Linked DNA regions of Mus musculus: region 2 is linked to region 1. A link is a contact called in public promoter capture Hi-C data. All regions are on one chromosome and are shown on one strand. Each heading gives the region's core, a stretch centred on a gene start, on an enhancer-like site or on the middle of the called end of the contact. The rest is flanking DNA. Distances are from core to core; before and after follow the strand shown. Region 1 holds the start of Sbk1 (SH3-binding kinase 1). Region 2 holds the start of Rgs10 (regulator of G-protein signalling 10).

What was found. Promoter capture Hi-C pulls out the DNA fragments that hold promoters and counts their contacts.
Region 2: a promoter capture Hi-C map of pre-B cells shows a contact between it and region 1, with 2.3 times the contacts expected there. The contact joins the promoter of Rgs10 here to the promoter of Sbk1 in region 1. A contact is called at or near these places in 2 of 39 promoter capture datasets (liver and pre-B cells) and 1 of 9 other capture datasets (liver).

Annotation. Positions count from the first base shown.
Region 1 is chr7:126,267,227-126,275,091 of GRCm38.p6, forward strand. It overlaps Sbk1 (SH3-binding kinase 1), which reads left to right and starts at 5,270. Exons shown (of 4, transcript NM_145587.3): 1 at 5,270-5,873.
Region 2 is chr7:128,413,215-128,421,079 of GRCm38.p6, forward strand. Rgs10 (regulator of G-protein signalling 10) reads right to left here and starts at 4,958. Exons shown (of 5, transcript NM_026418.2): 1 at 4,852-4,958. The coding sequence starts at 4,900.

The sequences.
Region 1 (7,865 bases), core at 4,020-6,519:
AGGAAGGGAGGGAGGGAGGGAGGGAGGGAGGGAGGGAGGGAGGGAGGGAGGCAGATGAACCTGCGATGTCAGCAGTTGGGAGGTTGAGGTAAGAGGACGGATGGTGAGTTCTGGTTTAGCCTCTAATATACAGTGAGACTCTGTCTTGAGGGGAACAATAATCACATTTGTCAAAACTTCCACAGAATAGTTTTCAATTGTTTTAGAAAAATGTGTAGTTGTGGTGGGTAGAGATTACCCCTGAGGCCAATGCTAACAGTTTATCATCTCTGCATCCCATAATCCTACTAAGAAATGAACCATAACCAACATGGATCCTATCATGGATCCTCCCCCCCAATCCCAGATCTTGAGTTTATTCCAGGAATAGCCACTCCCCTGACATTACAGACATTGCCTTTATACTGCAGACATTACATTACTGCCTTTGGCTAGCTCTCCAGCAAGGAGCAGAGTTTCTGCCTCAAAGCACAGCAGGCCTGCAGAACCACAGAGAAGCAGGTCTTTGCTCCAACTGCATCATACGGCACTTGTCAGCATCAGTGGCTTCCTGCTGGCCACCCACGGTCGCAGTTGTATTTCCACGTGGGGCAGAGAGCACAAGAACACTGTTGGAACGCTCTGATGCTCCCGTGGGATGAATTCCAAACAGAGATTTCAGAGACCTGCTGCCCTCAGCTACTGAACCCCGGATGCCCCATTCTCTCTGAGCCAGCCTGAGTTTGGGTGGAACCCTAGCACAAGCGGTTCAGATCTGTCCTCAGGGGCCCTGGATACTTCTGCTCCAGCTGCCTGGACTTTCTATATCTGTGCACTCAAATGACATCATATCTGTCATCTTAATCCTAATTTGCCTCCTGAATTACCCAGTCACCAGTATCACCAGCTACAGGGGCTGCTCACCAGCATCAGTGCTCTAGGCGTAGGGTCGGGGCTAAAGGAGGCACAGATTATTGTCAGATTTCAAGAGACCTGGCAATGGAAGAGAGGGGTGGGGAGGGCAACGCTGGGCAGCAAGAGCCTAGAATGCTTCCATAAAGCCAGTGGGAAGCCCTGGACACAAAGCTGCCATTAAAGGAGCGTTATGTGCCCAAGTAACTGCTCAACACTACTTCCCCCAACTAGGGATCAACTAGCAGGAAGCAAATGGGAGACTTCTTTGTGAACAGTGGGCTGGTTCACGGTGGCTGCTACTGGAAGTGGGTGATTCCAGTCCCAAACAGGGCAGGTCTGAGAGGCAGAAGTTTAGACCATCACCGCCCACCACTTACCCTGCACAATTCCATGGATCCCGTGAGCCTCCTCCTATGTGAAAACGATGAAGAGGAAGGCAGGAGAATCAAGCTGTGCTCTTTGCACCTTGCTACAGACTGCTGGGGGCCCATAGCAGGCTCTCATTATCTCCTCTCCCATTGACTAACCACTGAATTAACCACTGACTTCACTAAGGCTTGGGCTGGTTGTGAGGGGTCACCCAGTGGTGTGACCCAACCTCCAGTCCTTGTAAATCTGAGGGCTTGGCTTTATCTTTTTTCTTGTTTTCTTGTTCTTCAAGACAAGTTGCTTTTGAAGACAAGGTTTCTCTGTATGGCCTTGGCTGTCCTGGAACTAGCTCTATAAACCAGGTTGGTCTCAAACTCAGAGATCTACCTGTTCCTGGGTCCTGAATGCTAAGATGAAAAGCATATGCCACCACCGTCCAGCTGCCTGACTTTCATAATCAACCAATACCCAGTTTCTGCATTATCTTCTCTTGCTTCTGCTTTGTGAAGTCAGCCCTGCCCTATTCTGCCAGGGGTTTGCATCTTCTTTGCTAGCCCCAAAACATATGGAGCCCTGAGTTTCCTAGCTTGCGTTTAAGGAGAATATGTGTTGCCTGCAAGAGTGCTTGGCCTATGGGAATCAGTTGCTGAGAGGGCAACTGGGAAGGGATTCCCCACAATTCGTTGTAGCAACCTTTTTGTAATTGCTTTGTGGATAATCAAAGCCCCAACTGAGGAATCAAGGGAGTTTTTGCAGGAGGAAGCCTTGAACTGGGGAACGCTGTAACAAAACACCTGTGACAAGAGACTTATAGAAAAGAAAGCTGTGTTTTGGCCCAAGGTTTTAGAGGCTTTAACCATTTGTTTGACCCTGTTGATGTGGGGCCAGTGGCAAGGCAGCGCCCCATGGGGGGACCTTGTGGCAGAGAAAGCCTGTTTATAACATGGCCAGGAACAAAAGGAGAAAAAAGTGTCCCACAATTCTTTTTGAGAGCAAGTCCTCAAATTACCTGAAACATCCCACCACGCCCCACCTTTTAAAGGTTCCCATCACCATTCAATAGCACGAAGCTTGAGGCCCAAGCTTTCCTTGTTGTTTTAAAAGGTATTTTTAATTATTTTATCTTCCTTTATGAGGTTGTTGCCTGTGTGTATATCTGTGCATTACTTGCATGCATGCTCGGTGCTCTAGAAGGTCAAAGGAGGGCACCAGATCTCCTGGAACCGAAGTTACAGACCGTTGTGAACTGGGACCTCTGGAAGAGCAGCCAGTCCTTTTAACCACTGAGCCATCTCTCCAGTGCAAGGACCAAGCTCTTGATATATGCCCTTGGGAGACATTTAAGAGCCGGCTATAGCAACAACCATGGCCAAGAACATGTCAAGGCCTGTTTCCCTGAATGAGGATGTACTCTCAGCTCCAGTGTCTGGGGACTCCGTTATAAGACACAAGAAGATACCCTTTCTCTTCCAGTCTCCTGCTCTTACACCCAGTCACTCACACAGACACCCCCAGCCCTGCCAAGTTGCTTGTTTGAAGCACCAATACCTCATTTTGGAAGGGGCGGGGGAAAGGCAGGGAGGCTGGGATGAAGTGGAAGAGAGCAGGCAGCTACAGAATTGTTTTAGAGGATAACTTGTGTGGAAATTAGCAGACAAGGTTGGTGTTATGGACGGAAGGAACCAAATGTACAAAGATGTGGAAAAGCAAGAAGTTGATGTTCCAGAAGAGCTTGCTGATGCCAAGGCTGAGTGGAGAAGAGAGATTCCCTGGACTGGTGTGGCAAGCAGGCACTAGATGCTGACAGCCTGCAGCACAGGGCATCTTTGGATTTCTGTTGCTGTGAACAGACACCGTGACCACAGACACTCTTATAAGAAAACATTTAGTTGGGACTGGCTTACAGTTCAGAGGTTTAACCCAATATCATGGCGGGAAGCATGGAAGCAGACAGGCAGACAGAGCGCTGAAGAGGTAGCTGAGAGTTCTATACCCATTTCCTCAAGCAGCAAGAAGAGAGAGTGACCCTGGGCTTAGCTTGAGCATTTGAAACTTCAAAGCCTACCCCCAATGACACACTTTCCTCCAACAAGGTAACAGCTCCTAACAGTGCCACTCTCTAAGAACTTATGGAGGCCATTTTCCTTCACACCACAATACAGCGTAAGCTTTACCCTGGAGGGGACAGGGGATGCTTGGCAAGCTCATTAGGAATGCAACCTAAGAGACATTGTTCTCAACAGAGCTGGTGCCCACAAAGGACCTGGTTTCCAGAAAACTAACTTTCAGTAAAAGTGGGAGGAAGGTGGGCTAGGATTACAAGTAGCAGTAGCAGTAGTGTGGGCTGCCAAGCAGAAGTCTGCGCATCAGCTTTGGGTGTTTGTTTCTTCGTTTCTTCGTCCAGTTCTGGGGACTGAGTCCAGGGTCTTCCCTATGCCAAGACTGAGCCACATTTCTAGTTCCTGTCTGTAGTTTATTCAACTTAGGTGTGTGTGTGTGTGTGTAGAGGGCAGAAGTTGACATTATCAGGTGTATTCTTCAATCCCTCCCCAGCTCATTTAACTTTTTGTGGGTGCGTGGTATGCATGCATATGTGTGTGTTTGCATGTATGTGGGGTGCACATGCATGTGTGTGCATGTGCAGACGGAGGTTGATTCTCTTGTTCTCTATTTTACAAATTGAGGCATGGTTTCTCACTTGAACCTAGAGCTGACTCATTCGGCTAGTCTTGCTAGTCAGCTTGCTCTGGGGATCCTGTCTGCCTCCTAAATGCTGGGATTCTAGGCTGCTACACCTGCCCAGCCATAGCTGAGTCCTGGGGGCCTGAACCCTGGTCTTTAGCAGCATCTCGCTTGGTTCCCCTTCTCCCCTCCCGTACTTATTTATTTATTCAGAGACTGGGTCTTTCACTGGAACTCACGGATCAGATCAGGCTGGTCCCTGGGATCCACCTGTTTCTGCCTTCCCAGGGCTGGAACTACAGGTGTCATGGCACTGGAGGAACTCAAGTCCCTCATGCTTGCCTGGCAAGCACTTTACTTAATAAGCCGTCTTCCCAGCTCCACCTAAGGCTACCTGAGTTTGCAATAACCAGCTCTAAAAGTTCTACCAGCAGCTGGAGTGGTTGGAAGAGGATGCTAATTTGAGAAAACAATCTGATCAGAGATTAAAAGGAGGAGAGATTTTGGGTGCGTCGGGGGCTTTTTCTATGAATAAAATAGTATGCTGCATGGGAGACTGGGCCTCTGGAAGGATGCGTTCGTTGTTCCCACTCTGTCGCCATCTCTGCTCGATCGCCCCACCTGCATCCAGGCTACAATTTCCGGTTAATGAACAAAGCTCTTCACACCCGGGTGGCTTTGCACAGCTGCTGCTTCAGCCAGGAACCCCCCACCCCCTTCTTCCGTTCTGCTATACACCTTTAATCCCAGCTTTTCCTTAAACTTACTTCGCGGTCTCCCTACAGCAGAGCTCGAAAGTTCTGCCTGAACCCTGCACGGCCCCACAGACCCCAGGTCTCTGAGTAGCCTAGTAGTCTTATGAGGTCCCCTGGAAATCGAATGGATAGGTGGAAGGATGAATGGGCAGACAGGCGGGTGAACAGATGGACCGGTAGTTGAATGAGCGAGTGCATTCTGAATAGGAGAGCTCGGATTTATTTTTCTTCTTTGAAACAGATCCAGGCTCCGCCCCACAAGCACAGGCTGGAATAGTCTGGGACAGTCTAGCCCCTCGGGGACCAAGCAGCTGGACCAGGTGACCCTCTGTGACTCCCCCGAGCCCTCTCTAACCTCGTTCTGGCCCCCTCCTGGGCTCTGACCTAGAAAAAGAAGCTTATGCCAATGACCGGCGGGCCTTAGGACCCCGCGTGGCCGGAAAGCGGGCGGGGCATCGTGCGGCTCCCGCGGCGGTGGGGAGGTCCAGGCCCGTGGCGCCTGGCGGGAGGGCGCGGCGGGAGTGCGCGTGCGCGGAGCGCGCACCCGGCGCGGCGGACAAAGGCGCGTGCGGCGGCGCGCGAGGCGGAGGGCGGAGCGGCGGGCGGGCAGGTACGCGCCGGCGGGAGGCGGAGCCGCGAGGCCGCGATGGAGCGCAGCCCGGGCGGGCACCGGCGCTGGAGCCCGAGTGCCGGGCGGAGCGGGAGCCTCAGCCGGAGCCGCAGCCTCAGCCCGCGCCAGGCCGGGGCAGGAGCCCGCAGGGCCGGGCTGCTCGCAGCGGCGGCGCCCGAACCCCCCAGCGGCTGAGCGGTGACCTCCATCCTCGCACGCGGCTGCTGGGACGCAGCGACCGATCCAACCCGGGCCCCCCAAGATCTGCTTGCTACAACCGCACACCTCAAGACACAGAGAGACCCAGGCTTGGGGCGCTAGCCTCCCTAATCCGCTACTCCGGCACACAGGGACCCCAAACCTAGGACAGCAAGATCCTCTTGCTAACGAGAAGCCGCGGGCACCCCAAAGCCTCGGGACCCGGGCGACCAAGCCCCTTGCGACGCCTTCAGCGTCCCGGCTCATGGTGGTAGTGGTGCCCTGAGCCCCTCTCGGGCCGGGCAGACGAAGATCGACACGGCGCCCAGGCCCCCTGCCGCGGCGTCCCCGCGGCCCCAGCCCAGGTAAGTGGGACCCAGGTGAGGGGCGGCAGGTGAGTGGTACCGAGGTCCCTAGAGTCCTGCAGGTGGGGAAGGAAGTCCAGAGTGCGCGCTCCCCCTCCTCAGCGTCGCCATGGAGCCGAGGCTGAAGGACGTCTCTTTGTGTCTCGCTTGGAGGAGCCGCCCCCTCCTCCTCTCCCTTCCCCCACCTTCCACCCCAACCCTGAGATTTGGGCACAGCTTCGGACCCCGGGAGAGAGGAGTTGCGACGCCCTGGAGAGGGGTTAGAAGGTGGAGAGTCTCCCCGGAATAGCCTGGAGCCTTAGACCTTAGGTCCTTTGAAGAATAAAGACACGTAACTATCATCTCCCAAAGACCAAGCTGAGTTCTTAAGTGACACCCACCCTCCCCACAGGAAAGAGAAAATTTGGGGCGCCCAAAGGTGAGAGGTGCCTGCATTCTGCAGCTCTGGGTGACAGCTGGGGCTTTGGGTGTGTGCCTTTGTCTGAGAGGGCAGGGAAGGGGCGTGTTTGAGAGGATGAGTCTCTTATTTTCTGACTCTGAGACCCCAGCTCAGGTCTCAGTGGGGCTCTTTATCCAGTCCCTCTTTGTGCTCCCTGCAGAACAGGGAGAGGACAAGCCCTCTCAGTGAACAGCTAGTTTGGGGGAGGGAGGTACCCTGAATGAAGAAACCATTTCGGGTCAGAGCACCTTTCTGCCCCTCTAAGTCCCAAGGACAGCAAACCTGAGTGTTTTCCCTTTTTCTGACCCGGGGAACACCTAGGGCCAAGTCCGGGACTGGGACACTGTGTCCTCTACGATGCAGGAGTGAGTCTGGATTCTTGCTTAAGCTTTCCAAAGCATCTACAATCAAGAGGGCCTCAACAAATGTCCTAAACCCCAGGACCCAGGGAATGCCGGAAGATCTTGGGTGCGTTGTACCCCGAGAAAGGGCAGGAAGGTTTTTTTCAGCCTTCCACAGACAGGTGTAAAGTCAGGTAGGAGGTGAGCAGACAGGCTGGGGAAGGCAGGATTCAGAACACAGAGCCCTATAGAAGTTTCTTTGTTCGTTTATTTATCCATTCATTGCAACATCTACCGTGTCTGAAGCTCCAGCCCTGGAGTTTGGGGCTTCCCCTCATCTTTTCCTGATGATCAGGCTTCAGATCCTTGGGCTGTTTTGTTTGTCCAGACCATGTCAGGACCAGCTGCCCAACCCTTGACCCCTTGTCCCTGTGACACCTGATTCCCCAGATCAGACCTGAGCAGCTGATACCTTCCCATCACTACTGCCTGGACTCCTCTCTGATGCTGGCTTTGCCCCATGAGTACAGATGTAGCCTGGGTCAGCACTCTTGCAGATCCCCCCTGCAGACTCAAGGACAGTCAAGGCAGCCACCCCCCCTCCCCCCAGGAGAGGATGTGCGAAAGCCAGTTGCCCTGAAGATGAGGTGACCTTGATCAAGCCTGTGGCACTTCCCAGAGAGAATGAGAGTGAACTACATATCTGCAGCCAGCTTGGTGGGTACAGATTGAAGCCAGACTGTCAGGAGCATTTAAGGTGTGTCCTAGCCACCTTGGAAGTTTATTTTGTGCAGTGGGTTGGAGCCCGGGGCTTAGTCACATACTCCACAGGCAAGAAAGTAGAAGCAGAGGCTGGAGAGAAGTTCAAATGACTGTGAGCAGAAAGAGCCATTATGAGGCCAGAAGGGGACTGGCAGGAAGACTTTCACTCTTTGTTAACCTGCCGCGGCTCCCCATTGAGTAGCCCTAATGAAGTAGCTTGGCAGCCCAGCTCTCTGCAGCCTGCCCTAATTTACATCTTGAGCACCCGCACATTACCTGGCTCATCTCCATGACTCTTAACTCTTTATCATATAAAATCCCCCTGACCCAGAGCCCCACTCTAGGATGGCTTGGCAGCTGTTTCTACCTCTACCTCCCCTTTTGCTCTGGCTTAGACTGCACATGGTAGAGAGCCCAGGCTAGGTGATTGGTGGCTGGGCAGCTTAGTGG
Region 2 (7,865 bases), core at 3,708-6,207, 2.1 Mb after region 1:
CAAGAATGATCCTGAATTTCTTTTTTTTTTTTTTTTATTTTGATTTTTCCAGACAGGGTTTCTCAGTTTCTCTGTGTAGCCCTGGCTGTCCTGGAACTCACTCTGTAGACCAGGCTGACCTCGAACTCAGAAATCCACTTGCCTCTGCCTCCCAAGTGCTGGGATTAAAGGCGTGCGCCACCCCACTGCCGGCTGACTTTCTGATCCTCCTACCTCTCTGGTGCTAAGATCTACCACGGCCAGTTTTATGTTGTCCTAGGGGTTGAATTCAGAGAGTTGTGCCTGCTAAGTAAGCAGTCTCTTAATTGAGCTACTCCCTGTGTGTGCTGGTGGACATTGTGCTGGTCCATGGTGTCTTTTCTCAGGCACTGTCCACCTTGTCTTTTGATAGATTCTCTCCCCAGCCTGGGAGTGTTAAACAGGCTAGACTCACTGGCCAGTGTGTTCCAGGGATCCACGTGTCTCAGTACTGGGATTACCACCCTCAGAGTTCTGGAGATCCAGCCCTGGTCCTGATGTTGAATAAACATCCCTTCACCAACCTGCTCTCTTTCTATGCTCCATCCGATGCATTCCTTGAGAACAAAAGGAATGTGTTCCTGAAGGGTCAACCTCACATCTGGTAGTCCGGAATATAGCTTATAATGATCAATACTTTCTGAGGAATGAGCTAAGCTAAGCACCTGATCAAGAGGTGCTGAAAGGAAAAAAGGGAGCCACTGAAAACAGGTGACAATCGCTGAGAATATACGGCAACCCAATAAGGAAAAAAGGCACAAAGGGATGAATGGAAGGAAGGAGCAACTCAATGGAGGAGACTGACATCTCAGGACGGCTGGCTGAGGAAGCTGGGAAGGAAAGGGGACTGTAAGATTCGAGAAACGAAAGCTTTTAGTCACAGGTTTACAATGAATTGAGGGGGAAATAAGACCAGGAATTCCCAGATGGAGGAGAAGGGCAGGGGGGAAGCTGTCACCCGCATATTTATTCATTAACTATTTAACAAGGTGGCTGAGGAGATGTGTATCCAGGTAGCTCCAGAGGAGGGCCCAAGACAGGTTAATCTTGTATGCTTCTTTGGAGATGAGTAGCCCTAAAGTAGTCCCCCGTTCCTGGGGTCCCAATTTCTGAGACAACCCACTCTTGGGCTCAGAGGACCAGTCAGGCCCAGAAGGACACCCTCAAGGAGACAGGGATAACCAATAGCTCTGCAGGCAGAGCAAGGGGCAGTAAACTGGGTTGAAAAGAAGGACAGATCAGACAGAGAGGCAGCAAGGCGACCCTGAGCACTCAGCATGGCCCTCAAGAAATGGGAGCCAGGTCCAAAGAAAAAAATTGTCCCTGAATGTCTGCACAGACTGTTTCACGTAGTAGACGCCTCCTGACAGCTCTTATCAAGGGGCTGCTGCTATTGCCTGCCTGAGGCCCCTCTTCTCTCACTGCCACCCGCCGGGCTGCTGCAGTGGACAGCTAGCTATCTGGGGGAAGCAGAAGCGACCACAATAAATTTAGTACCGTCTAAACGAGTCCTCAGAAGCCAGCATTAGGAGGGTTTCCCAGGAAAGCAAGGGGCAGGCAAGCAAGGGGCAGGCAAGCAAGGCTCTAGGCAATGGCCAGCTCAGACCCTGCCTGGGCATCTAAGAAAATGAAAGACAAAATATGGACAAGTGACAGCCATTGAAGCCACATCGCACCTCCTGTCCACCCATGTCATCCACAGGCTGCTCATAGTGGAACCCAAGCAGATCGAGCTGACGTCATCTGGACAAAAAGGCCATCTCCTCCTGGCCTCTCCACATTTGGAGGCTAGCCTTGCTCTCTTCCAAGCCCCAGGTCCACCCCATGAGTCTCTACAGAGGAAAGTTTCCCTAACTGCCAAGACGCTCCACTGTAAAACTGTTAAGAACAAATTCGTTAAATTTCTGTACAGACTAAAAACATAAGCCCAGCAGTAACTCTGAAAGCTTTGCCAAGGTTTAATAGGATAATGTAAAGCGGACTTCTCTGACAGACCACCCAGCAGTCTGCCTGGAGGGGTGTGGCTTTTACTTTGGTTCTGAGGTAGGCGCTCCTCAGGTGTTAGCAGTGTGGGTTGTGGGTACAAGCCAGGGTCCTCTGGGGGTTCCTCACACTTCAGCACAAAAATCACTTGGGGTACTTGCTAAAAAACGAAGCTGTGACTCTTCCTGCTCCCCTTGGTTCCCCAAGATGGAACTGGGGTCTGACTTTTATCAAGGCCCCCTGCTTCCCCTACCTGATAGGCAGAACATAGAGCCTCCAACTGCGAACCTTAGAAACAGGTGGGGCTTCCAGCTCTCTACTTACAGATGCCATCTTTGATGAGATTTAACTCTTTCAGCCTCACATAGAATGCTCTGGGGGAGAGAGGCTTGCAGTCAAGCCCAGCCCAGGCTCCCGCAGGGGTACGGCCAGCTTTGGTGGGGCTTCAGTAGGATACTCTGGAAAACCTCTTTAAAAGCGAAGTTCAGGCGGGGTGTTGCTCTGGGGCAGGCCATTTGCCTACATATACAAGGCCTTGGGCACACCTCTAGCACCACAAGAAAAAAAAAAAAAAACATCAAAATTACCTTCTCCCAAATCCTTAACTGTCCTGCAGACGGCTTGCCTGCTGCACAGCATCTCTGTAAGGAGCCCTCACCCTCCCTCCTTTCTCACTTGGCTCCTTTTCTTGATGTTGGGTGGTGATGATAGTGACCAAACTGGCAGGGGCTCGTGTCCTTTCACAGGGCAGCAGAACTTATACCCACAGATTTCAAGGAAATTGGGCTCTGGCCATATAGACATCCAACACCAAGCACTGCTATTTCCCTGCTGGCCTTTGTATCACTGGTGTGGGCAAGCTTCATCAGGGTTAGTCTGTTGCCCTGGAACAGATACATGCTAGCAATGACTGTGAAACTGCCTTTCAGTTTGGGATTGCAATCTGGCCGTATGCAAAAGCATCCCAAATCCAGGTATCTGTCACAATTCAGTGGTTCTATTTGTATTATATTCTGGCCAAATATAATTTTAAGCAGCAAGCAACCTAGGCAAGGCTAGACGGAACTCCCCTACATGATGGAAAAAGAAAGAAAAGGAAACTAGTAAGCCCCACACCTTTATCATGTATCCAGCATTGCACTTGGGGCTTCTCAGGTTTAACTGCTGATCCTACTATTAGTAATGTAAGCATATCCTTATCAGAATTAAAACCTGTAGTTAATGGCTAGCAACACGGTTCAGTGGGTAAGGATGCTTACATCCAAACCTGACGGCTTGATTTTGACTACTGGGACCTATCGGTAGAAGAAAACTGATTTCCATAAGTCATCCTCTAACCTCCACATACAAGCTGTAGCATGCAAACACACATATGCACACACACACACACACAGAGACGCACACGAGCACACACATACACATGATAAATATGATCTAAAATAAAATTTAAGTATGTAGTTAAGTCCACAGCTTCCTGAAATCCACTGTTCCAGCCTTGATGTCTGACATATGTTGATATGTCCCACCACAGTTCATTTCAGTCCACCTATGACGTAGCAACCAGTTCCCAGATGCCCTGAACATTTAGCAATTGGTTCTTGCAAGCTACACTGAGCCAGCACCAGCACAGCTCTGCGGCACAGAAAGGTCCAAGGACATTCATTATTCAGTGTGGCGGAGTGGCAGAGTCAAGGTTGGAGTTTAACTCCGGTGCCTAGAATCTGACCACCACTCAGTGTCAGCCATCAGCATCACAAGGGAATGTGACCACTCGGGAACACTAATGGAGCATTTCAACGCATATTAAGACAACAGTGCAAACTCTTTACAATAACTCTATGGAATCTGACTTTAGTGGGGTTGTCTTAAATAATTAATGAAATGATTTGCATGTGGCTGATGGGGGGGGGGGAGTCTCCAATTAAGCACTTAAAGCTACCCTTTGCACATCCCCAGTCACAAAGAAGTTGCACAGCTGTCGAGTGGTGGCCAAGGGATTGGGTCTATGTCTGATTGCAGCCGCTTAACCACGTTTGATATTTACGTGAAAAGAGGAAACCGGCTAAAGCGTAGTGAATCTCTGGGCGACAGAAAAGCAAGCCTTTGAACCCCGAACCCAGAGTCAAGCAAATAAACCTACGTTTAAAAAAATCCATCAGCTAAGAGTAGAGCAGGTTACCCAACACCCTGGCTTTAGAGCCCCACCCCTCCGACGCGGCTGCTCTAATGGTGAAGACAAGAGAAAGCACACAAGGTGTCAACACAGCTCCTGGCCACAACCTAAGCCATCAAAGAGTGTTAGGTGTTATTAAGAACAAAAAGGATGGCACGATTCAAATCACCATTTCTGCACCGTGGGTTCTTTGTCTTGCCAAGTTGCCCCAAACTGTGGGTCAGGCAGGTTCAGGGGGAAAAACAAAGTGACTCCCCCGCCGTGTCACACAAGTTCCTCCCCCGCCCTGGTGTGCAGCCACCTTGGGACTCCACTTTTTTTGGCGCCGCGGGGCCGGCCACTCCGGGGATGCAGAGGTCCGGCGGAGCATCCTTCCCATTCCGCCCGAGAAAGAGGCTGCACGCAGGAGGGAAGCCTGGCTTCCCACGCTGCCTCGGAGTGAGGGGCTGTTAATGTGTCTCCCGTGGTTCCCAGACCTTCTCTAGAAAGAAAGCTGCTCTGACTCCCGCTTCAAGCCCAACTTCCTCCCCGGGCGGCTCCCCGGCTCTGCGCTCCCGCCGCGGCTGGGACAGAGCGAGCGGGGAGGAGCGCGGCTGCTGTCCGGGCGGCACAGCGAGCCGCGCCAGGGGACCCGGCGACCCCGTCCTTCCCGCGCCCAAGCGCCCGCAACCGCTTACCAGACGGCGGCCGCTTCCTGCTCAGTCGGCTCACGGCGCGGGTGAACATCGCCGCGGGCGTCCAGAGGACGGAGCAGCCGGGCAGCGCGGCGGCTAAGCCCGAAGAGGGCAAGGAGGAGGAGGAGCCCGCGCGACGCCGCCCCTCCAGGCTCCGCCCGCCGCCTCCTCCCCGCCGCGCTCCCCTCTCCCTGCCCACCCGCGCCCGTGGGCACTGGGTCCAGCCCTCAGTTACCCGCGCAGGGCAGGGCGCGGTGGCCCCGGGTGACCCTCAGCTCCCGCGCACATCCCGGTCCCTCCCCTCGCGGCCTGGAGACATACAGCGTTCGGTGTCCCTGCCAGGCCCGAGTCACCTCCCAGATCGCCCCCGGGTCTACCCGATTCCGTGGGCGCGCGGCCTGCTCACGCCGCGAATGCCCGGGAGGCGTCACCAGAGTCCCGAGCCAAGCCGCCGCGAGTGGGCGCCCACTCTGGCCCACGCCACGCCTGTGCCGGGGCTTCCAAGCCCCGGGACAAACCTCGGAGAACGCTGTCTGGAGCCTCTGCGGTTTCAGAGTGGATCTGAGCGCGCCAGCACATTTTTTAACTTGGACGACACTTGGGTGCAGTCTCAGGAGAACCTTTGCGCTCAACTACCGGAATCCTGTAGATCCCAGCGCCGGGCTCAACGCTCCTCCTGGTGCCAGTCACCTGCTCAGCGCCGCGCTCCACGCTCATCTAGTTTCCCATTTCTTTTTACCAAACAGCCCAAGAGGGGGGTGTCGTTAGCCCCATTTTCTTGAGCATTCGGTTTGCAAGGAATTGTCTTTCTGGCGAGTTTTATTTTTCTCCTTGTGGGTCTGGCTTTGTCTCGAAATTGGTCTTTATTTTTAGCTGTGCTAATTGCTATTTTTCTAAACCATTCCCCAGTCGCCCCCCCAACCCCCCGCGCGCGTTCTTTCGCAGGATTTTCACTAGTTGGCACTTTCCTTTATATCTTCTATTCTGAGCTTCCCATTTTGCTCTATTTTCCTCCCTTTTTGTCCACCCTGCAGTCCCAACGCCACCTCAGCCCTGGCCCTCTGTGGTTATTCACCATCTCTCTGCCTACCCTTCCCCACTCCATCATTTCCAAACACGGCCATTTGTGCTATCCAAAGAGGATGTTCCGTCCCCTGAAGGCTGCAGAGGTCTTCAGCTGCGGCTTGCAGGTGAGCACCATCAGTGTGGCTTCCAAGCCGGGGTTTCTGAATGTCTCCAGCTGCTATTGCCGCCCGCCCCCCCCCCAAGCTTCCTGGCCATTGAAATAGCTCTTGGGTCATAGGCTCTGTAAAAGCTGAGCCTAAACCGACACAGACACAGACATAATGGTGCTCTCCTTTAATCCCAGCAACCCCAGCACTCCGGAGGCAGAAGCAGGAAGATTCTTTGAGTTAGAGGACACCCTGATATACATAGCAATGTCTAAGGCAGCTACATAGAGAGTCAGAAGGAAGGAGTCAGAAGGGAGGGAGGGAGGGAGGGAGGGAGGGAGGGAGGGAGGGAGAGAGAGAGGGAAAGAGGAAGGGAAGGGAATGAAGGAAGGAAGGAAGGAGAGAGAGAAGGCAAAACCAAACCATCCCAGTGGGATCACTGCATTCTGAGAACAGTAACAAAATTTTCCCTGCCCACCTCCATTGAAAGCGTCCCCAGAGGCTGATCACAAATACACCGAAGCTAACACAGGAAAGGAGGAGACTCTAGCACAATGGAGTAGAAGTTAGACACAGGCAGCCAAAGCCAGCAGCACTAGCAGCCAGGTTCTTCCCACCGTGCCGGCAGCAAGCCTGGTGTGGTCTAAGACATGCTCCGAGGGAGGCCGTACTGAGAGAACAGCTCCAAGCTTCTTAGACAATGGGAAATAATGGGGAAGGTTAGCAGCTTTAGGTCCCCTTCTCCGTCCTGTGAGCTTGTCAAAAGACCGGGGCTAAGAGTGAGTAAACAATTTAATTTTCTTTTTTGTTTGACTCACAAAATCGGTACTGGGAGCTGGAGAGATGGCTCAGTGATTCAGAGCGCTTGCTCTTGCAGAGCACTGGGGTTCAATTCCCAGCACCCATGTCCTCTCACAGTCATCTGTAACTCCAGTCCCAGGGGATCTGATGTCCTCCTCTGACGTCTGCAAGCTCCAGACGCACGTACGCTACACATTCATACCTGGCAGACAAAACACTCACATACATAATGTCCAAAGATCCAAAAGCCAACATTCACGTGTCGTGTGCATCAGACCCAGAATAAAGTAAAAGGCCTATGCTGAGATACAGCTCTGATCCTGGGGATTGAGGTGGAGGCAGAGGCTGCTGGATCTCTGTGAGTTTGAGGCCAGACTGATCTACATAGAGAGTTCCAGAATAGCCAGGGCTACACCGTGAGATCCTGTCTCAGAACAAAATAAAACAAGTAGGAGGGGAAGAGCCCCCCCCTCAAGCTGTCAGAGCAGGATCACCTTTTCACACAGGTATGTTCTAGGCACAATCTCTGTCCCAAGCGAAACACACATCCTCCGAGGGATCCCCAAGTCTCTCTCCCTCTGCAGCTTCTCATTTACACCCTCAAAAGCAATGATGGCAGCTGATTGGCCCAAAAGGTAAACAGGTTAGGCCCCATTCCTCCCACTGCTGGCTGTACATTTAGATCAAGGACCACCTATCACAGCAGACAAGAAGCAGTGGCCTTGGAGTTCTTCCAATAGGTTGGAATTTCAGAGAGTAAGCTTTACTGGTCAGTTGCCTTGTTCTACCCAGGAATTTAAAACTCTGAGGATGGGCGAGATGGCTCAGTAGGTACCAGAACCCACGTGGTGGAAAGAGAGATCCGACTCCTGAAAACTGTCCTCTGACTCCCACATTCACACCATGACACATGCACTCGTGTTTTGTTTGTTGAAATGGGGTCTCTCTAATGCAGCTCTGCCTGGCAGTCTTAGAACTCTCTACATAGACCAGGCTAGCCTTGAAGTTTACAGAGCTCCACCTGCCTCTGCCTTCCTAGTGCTG